Regions from separate parts of the Cricetulus griseus genome. Here region 2 is linked to region 1. A link is a contact called in public Micro-C data. All regions are on one chromosome and are shown on one strand. The core of a region is the stretch at or near the end of the contact, and the rest is flanking DNA. Distances in the headings are between cores, read along the strand shown. Region 1 overlaps Jazf1 (juxtaposed with another zinc finger protein 1). Region 2 has its middle 25 kb from the start of Hoxa11.

What was found. Hi-C and Micro-C count contacts between places; a contact is called where the count stands out from the background.
Region 2: a contact with region 1 is called in a Micro-C map of the CHO-K1 cell line, with 3 times the contacts expected there. The contact joins two enhancer-like sites. A contact is called at or near these places in 4 of 8 Hi-C or Micro-C datasets (the CHO-K1 cell line, fibroblasts and liver).

The regions. Positions count from the first base shown.
Region 1 is chr8:88,485,373-88,489,903 of CriGri-PICRH-1.0, forward strand. The region is part of intron 2 of Jazf1 (juxtaposed with another zinc finger protein 1); the gene reads left to right. Among named protein-coding and RNA genes, the nearest start is that of Mir1285, 92 kb to the right of the region's middle. Within about 2 kb of position 2,024, at least 1 of the 6 cell types and tissues checked has open chromatin away from gene starts, as enhancers often do.
Region 2 is chr8:89,072,933-89,077,463 of CriGri-PICRH-1.0, forward strand. No RefSeq gene overlaps it. Among named protein-coding and RNA genes, the nearest start is that of Hoxa11, 25 kb to the right of the region's middle. Within about 2 kb of position 2,744, at least 1 of the 6 cell types and tissues checked has open chromatin away from gene starts, as enhancers often do.

The DNA.
Region 1 (4,531 bases), core at 774-3,273:
TCTGCTGGGAAGCCGCCATTCCTTCCAGGCAGCCTCAGCCTCCCAGTGGGAGATAAGCTGAGCAAGAGCCTCGTCTGGCAGCCAGATTCCTGCCTGGATGAATGTATGTGACTGGATTGGGATGGTTGAGATGGGCTACACTGAGTTATACCACAGCTAGCAGCTGCCCTCTTCTAACTGGGGCTGTTGACAGGTCCTGCTGAGAGCCCTTGTTTCAGAACTTAAATCTGGAAGCTCGACATTTTAATTTTGGGTTTTCATTTGGGAGTGTGATTTTATTAGGACCAAAATGTCTGATCCATTCCCCTGAGGACATACTGTCTTGTCTGTAGCATTGAGTATCCTCTGAGTGAGGATTTTGTCCTGATTCCCCAGAGTCCCACTGAGACTACCTGGAGATGGCTGCCAACAACTGCAACCTTGGCCCTGCCCTCAACCCTGCCCTCCTTGGTCCCCCTACAGTCTCTGGTGCCCATGTTAACAGTCTCTGAGAGCCTATTAACTGAGCAGCACCCTGTGAACGGGTAGTTCAGCAGGCAGCTCCCCCAGGCTCAGTGTGGACTACCTGGCTGAGGGCGTTGGTGAGAGGTCTTCTCACCTTTGTTGACATAAGCATGGTCTCTTCGTGATTCAAGAGGTTTATAAATTACCCTAGACTGAATGGCCTCACTGGAAGGGACTATATGGGCTAACTGCTCTCTGATAAGAGTGTTTACACAACATGAATCACAGAGTTCAGTCCCCAGAACTTCAGGGGAAAAAAAAAGAATGCTCCTAACTGCTAACAAAAGTAACTTAGGACCTTAATTTAGCACTTGTGCTGACTTGAAAATATTTTTGAAAAACATGTCCTCTGAGAGGTTGTCAGACCAGCTGTGGTGGCACACACCTGTCATCCTGGCAGTTTGAGAGCAGGAAGACCGACCCTGAGTTCAAGGCCACCTAGGCTGTAGGTATAGCTAGACCTATAAAATAAGTTGTTGTTTATTTTGACAGTGTGGTCTGGGAAATGTGGCTGGCCTTCTTCTGTTTTCTTGTTGTCTTCCTGATTTTTATCTTTAAAAAAAAAAAGACGTTTTGTTTGTTTGTTTGTTTTAAAGACAGGGTACCTTTGGAGGCTGTCCTGGAACTCGCTCTGTAGACCAGGCTGGCCTTGAACACTAGGCTCACAACACCCAAAAAAGTCTTTTTTATAAAATATTTATTTATGTATATATACCTGGGTGAGTGTCACACCAAATGTGTGTTGGTGCCTTCAGAGGCCAGAAGAAGGCTTCTGATCCCCTGGAGCTGGAGATACAGGCAGTTTTGAGTCACGTGACATGGTGCTGGGACCTGAACTCGGGTGCTCTAAAAGAACAGTAAATGCTCTCAATTGTGAGACGTCTGTCCATGGTCATCTTTGTAAGTAGCTTTCTTTCCTTTCAGCAGTGTTTTATATATATCCCATCTCGGACATTTAAACCAATATAAAATGCCCTGTAAAGTTCACGCTACGTTCCCTAAAACACTGAGAAAAGCACTGCATTTCGTAAGCTGCCACTTCACTGGGATGAAAACTTGGTTGAGGGCATCTCAGGTTGTCCACACAGTTGACTTCTAGTTTCTTCTCCCTAACTAGGCTTTCCTAGCCCAGGCAGGGTATGAGTGACATTTTCTGTGAACCACTCAGAGCCCGGTATTCTCCCAGACCTTAAGAATTCTTAGTGCGCTGACAATGAAAACAACATAAGATTTGAAGACATAAATTTGCATCCTGAACAAGTTAACAAATTAATTCTTTTCTAGGGCATTTTGGGATGACCAGTGTCAGCCTGCCCTTACGAAATGTCCTTCCAGTGAGGTCTGACTCTAAGTTTTGATAGTCGTGACAGACGGATGAAAAGCCACGCTGGCAAGTGATTGGCAAGCATGTGGCCTGCAGAGGGCGCTATAATACCATCTTTTCTGAGTCCAATCCTTATAAAAAGCAGCGACTGGGAACCCGCTGAAGGGGGAGGGGGGAAGCCCTGAGGCTTCTTAATGCTTCCAGCAGCCAGTCTGCTTGCAGTCTGGTAAACAGGCTAGGAATTGTGGGCAAGGCCTTTTCCCGAGTTTTGCACCAAGAGTGAGATCAGATGACTCTGTCCGGACTCATTACTTTCATAGCCTAGAGCTAGTTCACACAGCAGCAGGAGTCCACCGAAAAGGCATTTAATTAATGAAACTGAAACTGGTACCTATAACTCCTGATTAGTAGTAGTCAATTTTTTCCCCTTCAGTATTTCAAGTAATTTATAAAGCGCACTTACACACATAAATAGAAAGCTTTAAATGCTGATATTCCATAAAAAGTAAATAAAAATATTTTTATGCATTAAGACTTAATTAAGTGGCATGATTTCATGTCACAGATTTAAAACAGGGCAGGTGAGACCTGCCAACATTACTACAGCTGCGTTTTACATGAGGAAAGTAATTAAAATGGTCGTTTATGTCTTTTTCCACTTAGAGGATTTAGACTGTTCTGTATTACACCATATATTTTCCCTGCGATCATATTATGGCGGTATATCTTAGCAGGCCATACCTGTACTGTTGCTGGGAAGCTGAGGGGCACATAGGTCAAATGACAAAGTTGTCCTGTGCTGCTGAGACTGATGGGCTGAAGTGGCTTGCCGGAGGACTTCTTCCTGGAGGGAAGGGGGAGCCTGGCATCTCTTCATAAGCAACTCCTTTCCTTGTCTGGACAGAATTCAATTAATTTTCACAAGAACAGTTTTTTCTTCTATTGTTCGTGGAAAAAGAAAAAACAGCAGAAGGCAGAAACACACCTGCCCGGCCATGTGATACCTGACCGTTTAGACCTCACTTCTGTGTGAGACCTTACATTGGAAGTGGGTCTGTTGCCACTGTTTAGCTAGGAATATGCTAATTCTAAAGCAAAGGAAAGCAGGCCAAGGCAGTTAGCGATGGGAATGGCATCCTGACTTCATCGATCAAAGCTAAACCCTGATTCTCTGGAGAGAACAAAAACAGATCTGTGTGTGTGTGTGTGTGTGTGTGTGTGTGTACTTATTTACTGCTGCTATTTATGTTAACAATCATAGTAAAATTATTACTTGATGAAGTTTTAACGACAGACGTAATTTTGTGCCCCAAGAGGCATGGGTCACCAAATGAGACTGAAGCCTCAAAATCAAACTGTCTCAGCACTTTAGTGTTATATTGAATGTAACGTACAGTAAGGGGTTGGTGAGTCCGAGGTAGAGGCCAGAAGCACTTGCAGTTCCTCCAACAGAGAGAACTTCTAAGGCTATGAACTGTCCCATTGCTTGGGTTGTGTGAGCAGCAGGTGAGGATTCCAAGGTACAAGCAGTTACAAGAGGAGGAGAGCCTCCACAGTCACTTATCAGTCACCTACTGGGAACAAGGAGCGAATTCTCCTCTCTGTGCCTCATCTTTAATAGTATCCTAACAGTTGAGTCCATTTCCAGTCGGTTCTGCTTGAAACAGTTGACCGGTGATTATTAACAAACAACATAGGTAAAATTGAACAACGTGATCACCCAGGCTGGATCTTCCTCCAGGCCCACCAAAAGTGTGACCTCATTGTGCCTGTGCTTGCTTCCCAGCACCTTGAGCATCACTTTAAGTGCTATAAAGCTACTGTTCATGTGCTGCCTTGCCATCACAGTGTGGCCTCCTCACTCTGTTAATTATCTAATGGTGACAGAATGTGCCACTCGGGCTGGAGAGATGGCTGTGCTGTTAAAGGCTAGGCTCACAACCAAAAATCAGAATGTGCCACTCACGTGCTTACTGCATGATTGATAGGCTTACAATTTTCATTTACTTTTGTAACAATTAAATGGTTTTTGTTGTTGTTGCTGTTGTTTGTTTAACTCATTACCAACTGGAGAATGAGCAAACATAATGGTCTTTAGCCCTTACTGAGATTAGCTTCACAAATTTTCCAATTTCAGTCCCTATTCATAACTTCCAGATCCAAAATCTGTTCCTTCCCTATGCTCAAAAATTTTAATTCGGCAAAATATGATTTAAAACCTGCACCAATGAGACACTCTCCTCCTCCTCCTCGGATAGTATTTAAGATCCTTGCCTGTGTTTCAGCACTGCCTCCTTCCCTGCTAAGCAGCTGTCCTGTAGTCAGCTGTGCTCCTTTCCCAGCTCTGTGTGCCTGAGAAAGAAGAATCTACAGGCAGAGATCGAGCTGGCCAGATGACTTCACCAGGGCCATGTTTAGACTGTTTGCAATAATGAAATTTGAATCAGGCTCAGGCATTCCTTTTCAGTAATTTATGCCGTTTCTCACATTTCACAGCACTTCATGTTAAATCCCACTGGTTTTTTCTCTCCTTAAGCTATCACTATTCTGCTGTGAGGTTCTATGCCCTAGTTATGTTCGAAAGCTAAAGCTAACAGGTTATCTACATCAATTTATACAGAAAGTGGAAATTTGCTTCTGGCAAGTCTGCTGTCAGCTCCCACGCTCTGCATGCTCAGAACTACCTGGCTGGGTCAGTGACAC
Region 2 (4,531 bases), core at 1,494-3,993, 590 kb after region 1:
AAGCCTTTTGCGGCTGTGCCTGGAATAAATAACAATCTCTTTCGAGGTCCTTGGCTATCCAACTGCAGCCTGCCGTTATTTCAGAACACCCCTCACCTCATTTCGGTAGTGCTTTTGAAAAAAAATGGTGGGGGGATGGGGGGTGGGAAGCTGCTGGAGAGTGAGGCTGGCAGGGTAAGGTCTCCCAGCCCCTCGGAACGCCAACAGAGACCAGAGACTATACAAAGAAAATGCATTCTGAGCCCTGGGAGCATGGCTTCCTGATTATAGAAGGATGCTAGTAGGGCCCTCTAGGCCTCAAGGCTCTGGGCACCAAGTACATCCCATCGTCTCTCTACCCGAGAACTAAGAAAATTGAAGGGGCAGACTGTTGAGTTCTTGCCTTGAAACCATCCTGCAAACCCGTTTCTAGGTTGAGCTTCCTGCTACCTGGGGAACCTAGGAGAGGAGGAAGAACTGGGTGATGGCAGAGCAGCAAGCCTGAAGAAAGACGCCTAGGTAGTTATTTTCATCCGCAGAGGCCTGGGTCTCTCTAGCTTCCCTTGAGTCTTAGTTGCGTGGTCTGTAAAATGGAGATGATTATAATAACCCCGGGACCTACTTCACAGGTCGTTATGAGGAAACACTTAAATTTTTTTTATTGCTGTATAACTTACATATAGCCAAGTATACAAATCTCAAATACCCAGCTGAGTGATTTTTTATATATGTACACACTTGTGAACTACTACAAAGATCAAGGTATAGAGTGGTGTTACTAGCTCCCAGAAGCTTCTGTGAAGAAGGAATTTTAAAACTAACTTACTATGTGATGATATTGTCTCCAACTCAAAGATTCAGAACCCTATTTTAGTAGACAGAGTTTCTTGACCTTGGGAGAAAACCTATTAAATAGTTGGTTGGCTACATGGTCCAGTAGTGAAGCACTTGTGTAGCATGCACAGGGCCTTACAAAAATATAAATGTGCTGTTTTTATTAATAATAATATTAATATTTGGGCAGGGTTCATTATATGTATTGATAGTCCTAGAACTCCCGATGAAGTTCAGGTTGGATAGGCTCCAAAGCTATACAGAGAATCCCTGTTTTGAAAAACCAAGAGAGAGAGATAAAGAGAGAGAGAGAGAGAGAGAGAATCAGGTTGGCATTACACTCACTGAAATCCACCTACTTCTGCTTTGAGGCCTGGGATCAAAAGCATGCACCACCCCCACAACTCATATTTACTATTTCCATAGGTATGAGCTATGGGACCCTGTACTCTAGAGCAGCATTAGGGGTCTTGCCTACCAGTATTTGGGATGGGGAAAGTTAAAGATGAGGCTTGCATTTATTTTGAGGACAGTGTAGTTCTTCACGGTCATGAACACAACGCTCATTCCCAGACTGAGAACTGATCCCAGAGGGAAGTCTGCATAGATGCCGGAAAGCTAAGGTCCAAGCTTTGAGTCACTTCATTTTAGTGCCCTTCCTGAATCCAAGTATAGCTTGATAAAAGAAGAAAATTTCCCAATGGGATTCTTGGCCCATTTTGTGAAGAGGTGTAATCCCAACAGCTAACATATTCAGCTGATCACAAATCACAACACACACACACACACACACACACACACACACACACACACTCAGAGAGAGAGACAGAGAGAGAGAGAGAGAGAGAGAGAGAGAGAGAGAGAATCTCCATGCCAATGAGTTGACCCCATTTTTTTTTCCAGAACTCACTGTTAGTGGGGACTTTTTGAAAGTACAGAAACAGGCTTCACTGTACACACTGACCTGGGTTTGTAAGTCAGTTCTCCACTGACAGGTGTATTGGCTCAGAAAGCTATATTCAGACCCAGTGACTCAGACAGAAAACAAACAAAGTGAAAGCTAACCTTGCATGGCCCACAGAGGGGCAACTACAGCCTGAGTTCTAGGTCCTGATCCAATGTGAATGAGCTTGGCAACCTCCAGTATAATCAGCTAAGTTGACTTAACTGTCATTACCAGAGGACCCCCACTCCAATTGGCTGGAAGCAGAACCATGCTGGGAGAAATAATCAAGGCATTGACCATGACTTTGGAACTTCAACCACTCTCTGAGGGGAGGGGAAATTGGCAGTGGCTCTTGGAGTTTTTAACTATTCTTAGTAGCCATTAAAAAAAAATAATAACTTCAGTCATTAGCCCACCCTGGGTGTCCACGTCCGATTCCATTTCCTTAGTCTCCTTTGGAGCTCTATGGGGTGGCCCCACTTTCGTCCCTCCCAATCCTAGGCAGAGGTGGGAGGTGAGGATAGAAGCCCAGGGCTGTGCCCCCAGACCTTGGACCCTGCCGTATCCGCTAGGAGAAGTCACAGGAAACGCATTTACCACCTGGACGACCTTGACTGCAGCCGATTAAAGTTTAATCCGAGGTGTGTGCTCAGCCTTGCCATGTTATTTAAACACATCAAAGGTCATAAAAAGATTCCAAAGGCGTGAGCAGGGCAACTCAGACCGGCAGGGAGCCAGCATTTTATTCTAGTTGGCTTCCAGAGCTAGGATTTGGAGAGTAGGGCAACAAAGGGGCTGTTAGAAACAAAGGATAAAAATAAATAAATAAATATGAAAAAATAAAAGAAAAAGCAAGAAAGAAACAAAGGACAAGGTTTTGCTTTCCCAGAGGAACTCCAGATTTCAAAACGAGGCAGGGGAAACCAAGTCTCAGACACAACGACAGACAGCGCTCTGTAATTCCTATTAACTTGGAAGACATCTAGTGGGGAGAGATGGCAACTGCAGTGACGTCCTGGGAGCATCCTCGGCTGCCCACCCTGCTGGACTATTGGGGTGAGGTGCCAGGACACCAAGAGAGGTCAGCCTCTCCGGTGCAGTCTTTTAGCGGCCACATAAATACTCAACTGTCAAAGATCCAAGAGCGGGGTGCCAAGGGGTCATTTCCCCTCTGAGAGGAAAGGCCCAGCTCTGGTGAACCTTCTCTCCAGGTTTTGGTTCTAGTATCCAGCTGTTATTCAAGATTCCTGTTCTGATCCAGTCCTTCCGGAAGCCCCCGATCCTACATTGGGAGAAGCCCCCAGATACCTATATGTGGCTACAGAGTAGATTCATTTAAGGACAGAGGCGAGAAAGGCAGCCTGCCAGCTCTGGACTGCAAGCCACTACAGCAGAGGGTCAGGTACCAGGGTGCTCAGGCAGCATTATCAGTTCATCTCCATTGTGGACTCCTCAGACCACCCCTAATCCGTGTGGATGAGGAGGGCATTCAGGGCACAAAAACCCTGTGGAAAGAAACTCCACATATGGACCACATTCTCTCTTCTTCTCCCAGCCCTGGCAGCAGCTGGATCTTTAAGGCCAAGTCAACATCCTGTGCTCCAGAAATGCCGGATGTAGTTTCTCTGGGAGGCGGTTTCACCTGCTTTAAGAGAACGGGGATATCGTTACCCCAGGCAGCCTCCTGACTGACTGTACTGTTGAGGGTCTCTATTTGTTGTGGTACCACATCATCCTAGAATTGTCAGGGAAAAAGTAGCATCAGGATGTTGCTTTTCCTTTGTGATAAAAAACAGCACTTGTCAGTTCTTGCAGAGGACCTGTGATTCCCAGCACCCCCATGGTGACTCACAACCCCAGATCCAAAGGATTCAATGGCCACACACGTAATGCACATACATGCATGCAGGCAAAGCATTCATACACATAAAATAAAATAAATAAAACTTTTAAAGACTAAGAAGAAAGCCAAGAGACACTGCTCTCCATCACCTTCCAAATGTATGAATCCCAGCACATTGAGAAGCCAATGCAGGAACCTTCTGGAGGTGAAGGCTGCAAAGGACATGATGCCGTCTGGGAGCTGCCCTCTGTAGGAAGGCCCACTCATCCTGTCTTGTTCATTGGCAGGACCAGGACTGCCTATGGCTTTGGGAAACGGCATCTTTCCTCCTGTGTTTTCCACCAAGTTACTTTCTCTACACCCTATGCATAATCCTATCTGGGCTTGGAATCCCTTGATTCTTAAAGGAGGGTCTTTATTTACTTCCAGATTCTTAAAAAAATAATTAAAAATTAGAAATGGTAGATAAGACCATTCATGGCAAAAATTGCTTTACAGCTTTTCATAAACACTTCACAGACCTGAAGTGCATCCTCCAAAAACTACAAAGTCTGTGGCTCTCTCTGCTTTCTCTCCCCCGCCCCCCCCCCCCCGCCCGTGCATACCACCTATTGGCAAGATGGAAACTCCCTTAGGTTTTATTGGATTAGCTACAGACTACTGAAGCAGTCATAGGTAGGGGCTGGGAGGCAGGACAGCCGATAAATTAACCAGAGAATGAAAGCCTAAGATCAGAGTTGCAAAGGAACCCAGGATCCAAGGGCCAGGAGTAGCCCAGATCCTAGGCTGCCTTTAGATGAACTGGGGTGCTGTTTGGAGCCTTGCAGATCCGTCAGTCATCCCAACCTTGTGCAACCACCTGAAATGTCCCCTCACCTTAGCCAGCCCACATGGCTAGATTAGATTCTACTCGGGGTCCTCCCACCACT